2 separate regions of the Pan troglodytes genome follow, and region 2 is linked to region 1. A link is a contact called in public HiChIP or PLAC-seq data. All regions are on one chromosome and are shown on one strand. The core of a region is the stretch at or near the end of the contact, and the rest is flanking DNA. Distances in the headings are between cores, read along the strand shown. Region 1 holds the start of CROCC2 (ciliary rootlet coiled-coil, rootletin family member 2). Region 2 holds the start of PASK (PAS domain containing serine/threonine kinase).

What was found. HiChIP or PLAC-seq counts read pairs in DNA pulled down with a chosen protein or histone mark.
Region 2: a contact with region 1 is called in an H3K4me3 HiChIP or PLAC-seq map of stem cell-derived excitatory neurons, with 6 times the contacts expected there. The contact joins the promoter of PASK here to the promoter of CROCC2 in region 1. A contact is called at or near these places in 1 of 7 Hi-C or Micro-C datasets (stem cell-derived neural progenitor cells) and 1 of 1 datasets of contacts at active chromatin or transcription factors (stem cell-derived excitatory neurons).

What each region holds. Positions count from the first base shown.
Region 1 is chr13:143,193,629-143,200,018 of NHGRI_mPanTro3-v2.0_pri, reverse strand. It overlaps CROCC2 (ciliary rootlet coiled-coil, rootletin family member 2), which reads right to left and starts at 3,919. Exons shown (of 31, transcript XM_024354729.3): 1 at 3,695-3,919. The coding sequence starts at 3,772.
Region 2 is chr13:143,450,609-143,456,998 of NHGRI_mPanTro3-v2.0_pri, reverse strand. PASK (PAS domain containing serine/threonine kinase) reads left to right here and starts at 3,980. Exons shown (of 18, transcript XM_009444720.4): 1 at 3,980-4,228. PPP1R7 (protein phosphatase 1 regulatory subunit 7) reads right to left here and starts at 4,703. Exons shown (of 9, transcript XM_016950916.4): 1 at 4,598-4,703. The coding sequence starts at 4,601.

The sequences.
Region 1 (6,390 bases), core at 2,670-5,169:
AGCGGCCGGCAGGCAGAAGCTACCCAGGCGTCCATTCAGAGATGAATGAATAAACAGAGTGTGGTCCCTCTATGAGTAGAATATTACTCAGCCTTAAAAAGCAAGGAAATGCTGGCGCCTGCTACAACATGGGTGGACCTTGAGGGTGTAATGCTCAGTGAAATAAGCCAGCCACGAAGGGACAAATACCATCTGATCCACTTAGACAAGGCTGCTAGAGTCACCAAGTTCACAGAGACAGAGAGTAGGATGGCGGGGGCTGGGAGAGGGGGGAATGGGGGGGAATGGGGCGTGAATGTTGAATGGGGGCAGAGTCTCAGTTTGGGAAGATGAAAGTTCTGGGGCCGGGTGTGGCGGCTTACACCTGTAATTCCAGCACTTTGGGAGGCTGAGGCGCGCACATCGCTTGAGGTCAGGAGTTCGAGACCCTCCTGGCCACCATGGCGAAACCTCGTCTCCACTGAAAATACAAAAAATAACTGGGCATGGTGGCGTGTGCCTGTAGTCCCAGTTACTGGGGAGGCTAAAGCACGAGAATTGCTTGAAGATGGGAGGGCGGAGGCTGCAGTGAGCTGAGATCGCACCACTGCACTCCAGCCTGGGCGACAGAGACCGACTCTGTCTAAAAAAAAAAAAAAAAAGTTGTGGATGTGGATGGTGGTGATGGTTGCTCAACGCTACGAATGTGCTTAGTGCCACAGAATTGTTCCTAAAAATGGTTAAAATGGTCAGTTTTATGTTATGTATATTTTCCCACAATTTAAAGAAAAATGAAAAAATTTTTTAAAAATTTATTTTATTTTTTTTGAGACAGGGTCTCGCTCTGTCTCCCAGGCTGGAGTACAGTGGCGCGATCTTGGCTCACTGTCACCTCCGCCTCCTGGGTTCAAGCGATTCTCCTGCCTCAGCCTCCCGAGTAGCTGAGATTACAGGCGCCTGCCATCACGCCCGGCTAATTTTTGTATTTTCAGTAGAGATGGGGTTTCACCATGTTGGCCAGGCTGGTCTCAAACTCCTGACCTCAAGCGATCTGCCCGCCTTAGCCTCCCAAAGTGCTGGGATTACAGGTGTGAGCCACTGCACCCGGCCAGAAAAAAAGAAATTTTTAAAAAGGCTGAACAATCAATGAGTCAAGCACATATTTCCAGAAGTGAGATGAAGAACAAACCCAGAGAAACTGAAAGCGAAGGAAGAATGCATATGTAGGTTAAAGGAAGAATGCATATGTAGGTTAATGAAACACAAGATAAGAATACTATGAGCCGGTACGCGGCTCGTATCAGAAACGAGAAAGGGGATGCCACTTCGGGGCAACCACTTCCTCCCCACTGTGCCCAGGACTGGGGTTCCGGACCCAAGACTGTCTGGAGTCCTGGGAAACCCCTGTCTCGAGCCCCCCAGCAAAGAGGGACAGCTGGTTACCCCACAGATCCTGCAGACATCCAAAAGACAGGAAGAAGATATTGTGAACAACTTTTGCCAATTTCAACAACTTGAAAATTTGGATGTAATGGACAGTTTCCTAGAAAAATAGCACAAATCAAAATTCAAGCCAAGGAACGGGAGTCTGAGGAGCCCCCAGCTCTGAGGGGACTGGGCTTTCTGTGCTGGGTTCCTCGTCTGGGACTCTGCGCCGCGCTTCTCCATCAGCTGCGGGTCTGGTTGCTGGAGATTCCGAGGAAGGGCACACCCCCACCCCTCGAGGCAGTCACAGATACCCCCCACTTCACGGGCAATTTCAGGGGGCTTTGCATTCCCCAAGTCCGACTTGCTCACCCCAGGGACAGAGGTTGAGAGTTTCCAAGCCTGCCCCTTTACATCCAATTCCAGCTCTGGGGTGGGGGCATTCTGGGGTGCTGTGCAGAGGTTGCTGGGGGGCTTCCAAAGGAGGGGAGAGCAGCTGTGGCCGGAGGAAGAGGGATGTCAGAGAGGCTCCTCCGGGCCTGGGAGCATGTTCGCCATCCGTCCAGAGCCACCACCCCTGGTCACGGGGGGCCTCCTGCATCCTCAAGCCACAGCCTTCCTCAGGCCCTGCGGTCTCCCAGGCTGTAGCTGGAGGGTGGAGGGTCCCTACGGTTCTGCTGCCCATCTGGACAGCTGATCTGGGCGTCTGGCACCCACCTGCTCCCTGCTCACTCTGGGGTAATGGCATCAAGATCTCAATCACTACAGCAAAAATAACAGGTGTCAGCAGGGCAGGCAGAGCAGTCTTCACTGGGGCCTGCGTAGCCTCCAGATGAGTTTCCTGGGGACAGTGGGAATTTGGGGGCAGGCAAAGCAAAGCATCTCTCAGCCACATTTGCACAGTGCTCATGCCCCTGCCTGATGTCAGCACCGGCCTGGGTTCCCCCTCAGACCAGCCGCTAACCACAGCAGCTCCCTCCAACCCTTACGCCTTGGCTTTCCTGACATCCGAAGGGTTGAGAATCCTCACAGGGCTGCAGTGTCCTGTAAACGTAGTGTGCTGGCTCTCCAGCCTCCATTCACCAGCCCTGCTCTCAGAACTCATGGAGCCAACACCCAGGCAGAGCTGGCCGAGCTCCAGGTGGAGGAGGTAGAGCTCACCCCAGGTGGAGGAGGTAGAGCTCACCCCACGGCACCTCTTTGTCTTGTTGCATCACCTGATTCAAATATCCTGCCCTTGAGTCCTCATGCAGCCCTGTGTGTGAGCAAACCCTGCATCTACCCTGTCACTCGGTCACCTGCACCAGCTGTGGCCATTTCTCTTTTCAGGTGATCTGTATTGTTTGGATAGGGCCATGTCAGCCTGCCGTGGCATAGTTTTGAGATGCTAAGAGCTGGGTTAACAAGCAACCATGAGTAAGCCAGTTCGTCAGGGGTTCCCTGGGGTCCCGAGGGGTCCGTTGGAGGTGGGGCCGCCTGGCTGTGGTGGTCAGCAGCAGGTGACGGCAGTGCAGGGAGGAGGGATATCCGAGGTGGGACCGCAGGCTGGGTCCTAGGTGGGCTCTGGGAAGTAGGGAGGCAAGGGGAGAGGGACATGGGACAATTCCCAGCCACTGTTGTCACACACCAGGTGCTACGAAGACAGAACCAGAACATCTGGAAGCCACAGAATAGACACTAGGGCTGAGCCACAGCCTCCCACAAATGTGCAGCGACGGGAACACTGCCCCCGAGAGGCCCTGCTGGCCCCACACTTGGCCATGGGAGGGCAGTGAACGAGGTCCCAGAATGTCAGCACCAAGGGCTGCTTGCCCGTCCCCACCCCAGTGCGCAACCTGCAAACCCGTGGCTGCCAGGGACGCCAGTCACCTGAACGTCCACAGCCAGCAGCGGCCCCGGGCTCTCTCTCCACCCTGCAAACCTGTGGCTGCCAGGGACGCCGGCCACCTGAACGTCCACAGCCAGCAGCGGCCCCGGGCTCTCTCTCCACCCTGCAAACCTGTGGCTGCAAGGGACGCCGGCCACCTGAATGTCTATAGCCAGCAGCGGCCCTGGGCCCTCTCTCCCCAGGCTCTCTCTCCTGGCTGAAGGCTGCCTGTGTGTGCGTGCAGGTGCACCTGCTTGCATCCGTGACTGGCTGCACGCTCAAGGCAAACACGTGAGCAAGTGGAAAGTGCCCCGGGAGCCAGGAAGGTGCCTCCTGGCCATCCCCTCTCTTTGCCGCGTCCCTTCCAAAGTGTCCTGGCAACCTGCTCTCAGGAGGGTGCAGGGAAGTGACCACCCCACTGACCTGGATCACGGTGTCCAGCCCCAGTAGGGGCTGTTGGGAGGCGTCCCCATTGCCAGGCTCACTGGAGGCAGAGCTCATTGCAGCCCAGAGCGCAGGACCCCAGAGAAGGCTGGGCTTTGCTACCTGGCAATTCTCCTCCAACTGGCCAGGGTCTTCCTTGGTCCACGGGCCCCACACCTGTGTGGCACCTGGCTCTGCAGTCTTGTGTCCCGAGCCTGGGCACCCAGTTGCTCTTGCCCTGTGGGTAAGACAGTATGGCCAGCTGAGCCCGTAGGCGTTGCTGTGGCAACCGGGACGCTGAGAGCTAGGTTTCCCTGGAAACAGGAGTGCAGGACCCTGTTGCTATGGGGACAAAGGAACGCTGTTGGCTGGAAGCAGTTTTGCCTGGAGACCTGGAGACGCCCTGGGTAAAACTGTCTACCTGAGCAACGGCACCTGGGAGGGGCTGGCCTTTCTCCCAGACACCCCCTCCCGCATTCGCTCCAGGGGGAGCTGTGTGCTTGCTGGACACACGGCAGGCAGAGGCAGCACGCAGATCACTGGTCTTCCTTGATCTGGACTCATAAACTATGACTTTTGAAAAACATTTGTCAAAGAACGTAGTGGTCGTCACAGGTGGTGGACTGAGGCCTGGAGAGGGACGCTGCCTGCCTGAGGGGCAAAGGAAGCTTGTCTTCCTGGCCTTGCACCTGTGAGTCCTTCTGGAGTCTGACTCCCGCTAGAGCCCTTCAGAGTCACCTGCCCATGGGTCCACCCTTGCCCTGGGAAGCTGCACTGTTTCCCACCCTCTGGAATCGGAAAGGACTGCCAGCCACCCTGTCCGAAGGGGAGAAGGCCCTGGTCAGCATGCATGGTGGAGGGTCTGCAGAACTTGCCCACGGCTTCCCACCCCAGGGGCTGCCAGGGGCTGTCTGGATGCCAGGGCAGGGCAGCTTCCCATAGGTGAGGCAATGGGAGAGGAGCAGGGCCATGCCTGCCACCTCCAGGCCGGCTGTCCCTACAGACGCTGAGCTCTGTGGCTCGGAGCCTGGGCCTCCCGGGGCCTCGGATGAAGTCAGGTGCCTGGCAGGCAGCCATGCCAGCGTTTCCGCCCCATTCCACTCCCTCTGGGGCTCCTCATTCTGAGCTGGGACCTCCTTGAGCTGATGCTGGCAGGAGTCCCTCTGGGGAAGGGACAGCCGCAGAGGTGGGCCCTGTAGCAGGAGTGGCTGCCCTCCCATGAAAGGCTGCCCTGTTCAGGGGCCTCTGGGGACGGGTACATCTCCGAGTCTCTCAGAGACCCAGGTTCTTGGAGCCAGCCCAGGAGACTGGGAGGCAGCCTGCCCAGCAAGGCCACAGGGGCCCGGGCAGTGGAGGTGGATGCCAACTTGGGGGACTGCATGTTTGTCCCTGGGGCTGCTGAGAGAGGGGCTGAGGGCCCAGGCCACCTCCTCAGAGGCGAAATTCAAGAAGCAGAGGCACCTGTACTCAAAAGGAGCCCTCCCAGAGAAACGCCTGTGCTCTGTTCACCCCCACTCCTGAGGACAACCTCCAGGGTGGTCCTGCAGGGACAGGCCAGGCTCTCTGGCCAGACATGGCCCCATGGACATCCAGGCTGGGCTTCACTGGACAGTCCCTGGGGTGCCAGGGGCCTAGTCAGTCCTTCCGAACCTCGTGCTTCTGGCCCAAGCATGACCTCTGGCTTCAGGTCCAGACTGAGGACACCCACTCCATGGGCTGGGCCCCTCCCTGAGCAGCCTCCAGATCCCCCAGGGATCCAAGACTGCCGGTCGCCTACCCTCAGAGTCCTGGGAGGCCCTGTGGCCATGGAGAGTCCTGCCCTCCATGCCTCAGCCTGAGTGGGGAGGGGCAGCGTTTCCTGCTGGGGCTCCGCTGAACTCCCCTGAGGTGGGTCAGGGCTTAGAGGGTGTGGCCCTGGCCTCTGGTGAGAGTTCCTGCTGGGGGCAGGGTGGGTGGAGTGAGGAAGGGGCATCCATGTGGACCTGTGGACGGCAGGGCGGGTAGAGTGAGGAAGGGGCATCCGTGTGGACCTGTGGACGGTGGGGAGTGGCTGGGAGGCTGGTGTGATCTCCCATGCGAGCCTCTTGGATAGGTGGAGATAAGACCTCATACGCCAGAAGCAAGTCCTGTGTCAGTCCTGACACAGATGCCCATGTTCAGGGGTGGCCCGGTGGCCTGAGTGGGGGTGTTGGAGAGACACCCTGACCTGAAGCCGTACATCCAGGCCAAAGGTGACGTGCACTGGGCCCAGCCAGGTGGAGACACCCCCTGTGGCCTCTGCAGGTGACGGCTCTCAGGAGGGCCGGTGGGCAGGGGCTCCCATCTGTGTTTAATTTTATTTTTATTTATTTATTTATTTTTGAGATGGAGTCTCGCTCTGTCTCCCAGACTGGAGTGCAGTGGCGCTATTTTGGCTCCCTGCAACTTCCGCCCCCCAGGTTCAAGTGATTCTCCTGCTTCAGCCTCCGGAGTAGCTGGGATTAGAGGCACTTGCCACCATGCCCAGCTTATTTTTGTATTTTTAGTAGAGACGGGGTTTCACCATGCTGACCAGGCTGCTCTTGAACTCCTGACCTCAAGCAATCCTCCCGCCTTGGCCTCTCAAAGTGCTGGATTACAGGCATGAGCCACTGCGCCCGGCCTGTTTGAGTTTTAGAAAGTTCCTTCTGGCTGTGGAGTTGCCCTGGATGAGACCA
Region 2 (6,390 bases), core at 2,731-5,230, 260 kb before region 1:
TAGCAGTCAGCCATAACATTTATTTCGAATCTCATTTCCTAAACATATGGTTAATATAACAATATTGCGGTTCTTTTCTTTTTCCTTTTTTTTTCTTTTTTTTTGAGAAGGAGTATCCCTCTGTCACCCAGGCTGGAGTGCAGTGGTGCGTTCTCGGCTCACTGCAACCTCCACCTCCTGGGTTCAAGCGATTCTCCTGCTTCAGCCTCCTGAGTAACTGGGATTACAGGCACACGCTGCCATGCCCAGCTAATTTTTGTATTTTTTGTAGAGACAGGGTTTCACCATGTTGGCCAGGATGGGCTTGATCTCCTGACCTCGTGATCCACCCGCCTTGGCCTTCCAAAGTGCTGGGATTACAGGCATGAGCCACTGCGCCCGGCCAACAATGTCATGGTTCTGTCTCAGACGGCATACTAGTACCAATATTTGTGCTAGGATTTGCCTTCAGTGGAATTGGAAAAAACCACATCCTTTTTGCAAACGCCATCAATGAGTCAGCCTGCTGAGGGAGCACCTCAAAGAGCATATCCACCTGCCCTGGGCCACTGAGGGCCCCTAAGGAGCACGGCAGTCCTTCTCCAGACCGACACAGCACCCACACCCAGGGCCAGACCATGTGCAGCACAGCCCACATCCCCCAACCAGCAGATGTCCCCAAGGGAGCTGGGCCTGGTACCTTCTGGGTCCTCCTCCCCCCGCTCCTCCCCATCCTTCAGGCTCTGTTCACTGAGGTCGGCCACGATGCCGCTGCTGTGTTTCTTCCCTTCTTCATCGCCGGATTCTTCAGACTCGACCCGCCTGTCAACTGAACCCACACATGTCAATGAGAATTCACATCCACTTTATGGGACTTTGAGGAACATATAATAAACACCCGGTTGTAAGTCAAAAGGATTTCATTTAAACATGTTTGTTGAATCCAGTTCAACAAACATTTGAGTGTCTCCCATGTCCCAGCACCATTTGAGGCATATGGCCGCGGGGAGAATGGGGAGCAGAGTGTGGAGCCCACATGGATACTTAGGTGAGGAACACACTACTTCTGCCCTCAAGGAGCTTGTGAAGAATTGCCCAGTGTTCTGAAAGCCTTGGATCACCTGTGATTAAATCCACTAATGGAACCAGGTAGTGAAGCACCTCCTGAGTGCCCTTCACTTTTGGGCTGGGTGATCACCACTGTGACCCTTCTGCCACATACCTCCATCCACGCTCTACTATTCATCTGGCTAAGAAAACCAGCCAAGTTTACAGGCCCACGTTCTGAAAGAAATCAAGACTAACTCAAATCAGACTGTGGGCAGGGAGGATCACTTAGGAAAAGGAGAATACAGCCAATAGTGCTGACCGCCCACAGAAAGCTCATTGGTGTGAAATGAGCTTTCACACTGGACACCGGGCACTGGACAGAGTGTTAGCAACTTAAGGCTTTTAAAGGTTCATAAATATTTTTTGAACTAAAGAATAAGGCAATTCAATGTGTCAGGTAAAAATTCTTTGGTAAGGTTGTCAAATCATTTTTCTTTTTTATAACTTTCTTCATGACCTCTTTTGGAAGTCTGTCTGGAAAACATGAGGCACTAACACATTACTTGGAATTATCAACCATACTGAAAATACTCTTTCCTGACTATGGTTTATCTACAAAGAGATGTGCTCTTGAGGGAAAAAGTTCAATTTCATCTTTGTACTTCCTGCTTAGCCTAGCAAAGTAAAACCCAAGAAAGGACTGCTGTAGAAAACAAGTCCTTATAAAACCCACCTCTAAAACCTCCAAATCCATCTCTTCTTCCCTACCCCCGCAATGACGGTGGCTCACTTACTTATTAGCTGCAGCCTGGGCTCCTGCCCTGCCTCCTAACTCATCTCTGTGACTTGTCTTGCCCTGCTTAACCTATTCTCCCCTGCCAGAGAGTCTGATCTAATTCTAAAATCCAAATCTGATCTTTTGAGTCCAAAAGTATTTCTGGAATGCTCTTCCTGAGTTTGCATCTTGCTGCTAGAGATGCAGCTTTGGCAAATCGTTTCCATTTGAAAGCCTCAATCTCCTAGTCTGTGGAAGGGAGCTAGTATAGAACCTATGCCTCAGCAAGTTGCTGTCATGGTTACATTAGAAAAGGCACAAGAGCAGTTAGCAGGTGCATGACATGCAGTAGATATTTAACAAATTAGTCACCACCAGGCACAGGTCACTTGGTGGTCCAGGCTCAGGGAGAGAAAGTTCGACTGCATGACAATCTGGCACAAAAACCCCAGTAAGAGGAGGAGTGGTGTGAGGTTAGCAAAGGCTTAGCTAACGAAGGTTGGCCAAAGTGGAGCCTGAGGGCAGCAGAGAGGGTCTGGAACATGGGACAGTGGATCCGCATGTAAGAAAATGACTTTGGTGTACTGGGGATGATGGGCTGGTGAACAGGGACAATCAATCTAGCCTAGATGTGATGAAGGTCTGAGTTAAGGTACTGGCAATGGGAATGGAGGACGTATCGGAGATTTGGAGATACTTTCAAAAGTAAAAGTCAGAGCTCCTTGACTAATGGGACATGGGTGGGAGTGGGACAGAGAGAAAAGCCGGGCTTTTATATCTGTCATTTACCAAGACATGGAAACAGCTGAAGAGGGAGTGGGAGGATATGAAGAGGCACTTCTTAAAAAGACTCAAAGGGTATGAAGTCCAAGACCCTTAACACTACCGCCCCCATCCCCACCACATATGATTTGGTCAAACTCTCCTCCACACCTTTTGACCACAGTTTTCTTCGTCTTGAGTGATTCTTGTTCTTTTCCCTCACCCTATCCCCAACCTCGTTGCCTTCGAGTTATTCTTCAGGCTCCAGCTCAGAGCTCGCCCTTCTTCTGCAGCTGTCACCACTCCCAAACATGTCAGGCCTTCCTGCTGCACCCGCCCTCCTTCCCCAGCTCCACATTCCTCTTCCCTACCACTTTCACATAAGGCAGTGACTGCTTCTGGGAGGTCTGTACCCCTCACCAAACCATGGGACCCAAAAGTACTTAAGCACTTGATGACAGACACAACTGATTCCCCAGTTGCTAAGTGGGTGTGTGCACGCATGTTTCTACACATACTGTACATGCACGTATACGACTGTACCTACAGATATGCAGAAAATTATATACAAATACATGTGCACGTATAACATATACATATATGCATGTGGTTTTTTTTTTTTTCAACAAAGTGAATGAGGAGGAAGAAAGAAAGTTGAATTTAGACTTTTTGGAACTATGACAGCTTTGAAAACAGGTATCACCTTGTGTAACTCAATCTTCTGGTTCCTTGTTACCCCTTCCCAACAGTCCATTCGATTTCAAGAGAAGACCCTTCTCCACCCTCACCACGTGAACCAAGGAGCAGACTCTGGTAGATCCCAGCGCCTCAGTTTCCTCGTCAGCTGACCGAGGAGGCTCCCCCGCCCGTCAATCTCAGAGGCTCGGGGCGAGGCTCCAACGGGACTGAATGGAGCCACCGCGTCCCATTCAGCCCCACCCCCGGCCTGGCCTCGCGCCGCGGCTCTCCCCCTAGCTCTGGGTCCTTCCCGGCCGCTGCCGCCCACGGGCCGGGGATCCCCCGAGGTCCAGCGCCTCCCCCGCTCCCCCGGGTCCGGCTGTCAGCTGTCAGGGGGCCGCGCGGCGGCGGCCAGAGGCAGGACGTGGAGTTTCTCTCAGGCACGGAGCAGTTCCAGCCCGCAGCTCCCCCCGCCCGCTGGGCCCTTGGGCCGCCGCCCGCAGGGGCCGCTCACCCTCCATCATCTCCTGCGACTGTTGCTGCCCCGCGCCGCGTTCCGCCGCCATGTTGGCTGCTCTTCGCCTTTCCGGAATCTGTCGCCTCAGACCCCTCAGCCAATCAGGGCTCCCGCCTCAGAGCCGGCCCTGCCAATGGGATTCCGGCGCGGCGACTTCAGCCGCGCCGCGCCTGCGTGGGCCCAGCGCCTCATGGGAGTTGTAGTTCCGTCATGAGGCCGCGCGCCGCGCCTCCCCCAGAGCAGGTAATTTCAGGCAGCGGAGCCGGAACAGTCTGGAGGCGAGAAGCTGGGAAGGAAAGCAGAGGGAGTCGAAGCGGGACGCACAGAGCCGTAGCTGCAGGCAGACGGAGTGGACGTCTAGGCAGAGTGGAGAGACGCCCTGGGCTCGAGAGTTGACTTATGTCACTGTCTCGACCTCGGAGGCGTGGAGGGGCCGCGGGCCAGGCGGATCTTTCCGTGGCTGCAAGGTGCGGGCCAGTCCTACGTGCATCCCTGACCTCTGCGAGCCTCGCTGGCTGCGTCTGTACAATGGGCCGAACGGCAAGAGCAACAACATTCTCCCAGCGTCCTCGCGCGGATTTTACCCATGCGAAATGCCGCCTTCTCTTGACGCGCAGAGCAGGCGGGCAGGTGCGGGGCACTTGCGCTGGTGGGGCCGCTAGCCAGCTGGCTGGCTCCGGGGCGCCATCCGGGCTCCCCTTGCAAGCCGTTCCCAGCCCAGTGCGGACGCTGCAGCCTTCGTCTACCCTGCGGAGCCACCCGGCCCATGAACGAGCCGCCCCGCGTCCTCCGCCTTCAGAAAGAGGCCTCCAAGAGACGAGCTCTGCGCTACTCACCCATTTTGATCGCAAGTCGGGAGGAAACCGCATCCGCCCGGCCCGGGGGCGGAGGCGCCCATTATTCCTTTGGCTCCTCCGAAGCGCCGTAGGGGGTGTTTGGTGCGTCCCTAGCAACCGTTAGCGCGGGCTTCTGGACTCTGGCTAGCTTAGTCCCGCCCATACGCGCAAGTGGTTGGTCCGTGGAGCTTGTCAATCGGTGCGAGTCGCTGTGCGATTGGTCGGTGGGATAAAAGCGCGGAGGGGCTCCTTTCCGTGGTGTGTAGCCGGCTTGGCGTGACCCTCGCCGGATCCAGGTGAGATACCTGCGCTCGGGAGAGCGGGCCGGGCTCCGCAATCTCCCCAGGGCCGCTGTGGGGCCTGCGCGGCTCCGCGCCCCTGGCCCACGAGGATCCGCCGCCCGACTCTTAGACCAGCCCGACCCCGGGTCTCCCGCCCCTGCGCCCGTCGCCCTTCGCGCACCGCCGAGCCCGCGTCCTTTCCGTGCCCAAATCGCGGCGGGGTTTCGGCCGTTGGCCCTGGGCCCCGCGCCCCCAGCGTCTTCGGGGTGCCCTTCAGTGTAGCCTGCCCGGCGGGCGCCGAGGCCCCGCGCCTCGGGTCGCCTCGGGACCCTGCGCTCTCTTCACCGCAGCCCGCCCTGCGGGGCGAGCTCCAGGAGAACCAGCCCGGATCCCGCCAGCCTCCCGCTCTGGGCGTGTGGGTCCCTGCGGGCTCAGCCGGCGCCGCGGGGTCGGGGGCGCGCGCCGCCCGCGCTCGTGGTTACAGCAAAGACCCGGACTTGAGCCTTAATCTTTTCACTAATTTTTCTTTCCCAGAGTACGGCAGGGGCCTGCGCTGCCGTCTTGAGGCCTTTCTCGTCCTTACCTTCCGCATCTCAGTACCATTCGATGTCCATTTTTCTCTTAGGGGTTCCCTCTCTTCATCTTTCTGCTGCTACCTTAATTTAAGACTTTATAATTTCTTGCCTGGATTACTGTAGCCTTTCTCCTGCTTTCCAGCCTTGCACCGACATGGTCCCTGGAGTAATCTTTGTAAAATGCATATCTGGCCATGTTACTCCTAAGCATTGAATCCTTAAAAGTTCATTTTGGGGATAAAATTAAGACTTTGGGCAGGCATAGGAGGCTCTGGGCTCATGCTTGGCCCTTCCAGGCCCACGTCCACCTACTCTTCTGGGTACTGAACTCCTCTCTGGGAGGCTTTGCCTCTGAAAGACTTCTTCACTCTGCTTGGAAGGGCCCGGCTCTGCAGGTGCCTCCTCCAGGACTGACATGCTTGCTGTGTTCTACTGCATTGTTCACCTTGTTGGCCTCATCCTGAAACTGGTTCTCCTTTTTGTTGTACAGCTGTGCTGACAGCAATGGGAGCTGTTTGCTTCTTAGCTTATGTTCTGGTGGGAGGGGGACAGTTGCTTCTAGAAGTTCGCCGAGATGCTCCCTGCAAAGTTGTCCTTGCTTCTGTTTGGTCTGAGGTGGGGTCACTTGTGTATTCTGGAATCAAAACTAGCAATGGGAATATGGTTACTCGGTGGCACCATTAGGTGCTGTCTGCTGGGTTTGGGTTCCCGTGTCTGCAGCTCACAGTGGATACAAAGGACAATTTAAAAAATTTGGGCCTGGACGTGCAGGTATTTCTGGTTAATGTCTGAGTCAAAATTTAGTGATCTAAGGTCATGTGAAGCCAGGCTCTATTCTTTCTTGAGGCCAGGCTGTGGCTGTGGAGTGCACGGGAGGCTCCAGGGGCCTATGCTGTTCAGTGACAAACTGGCCCACGTGGACCTCAGACGCCCAGGA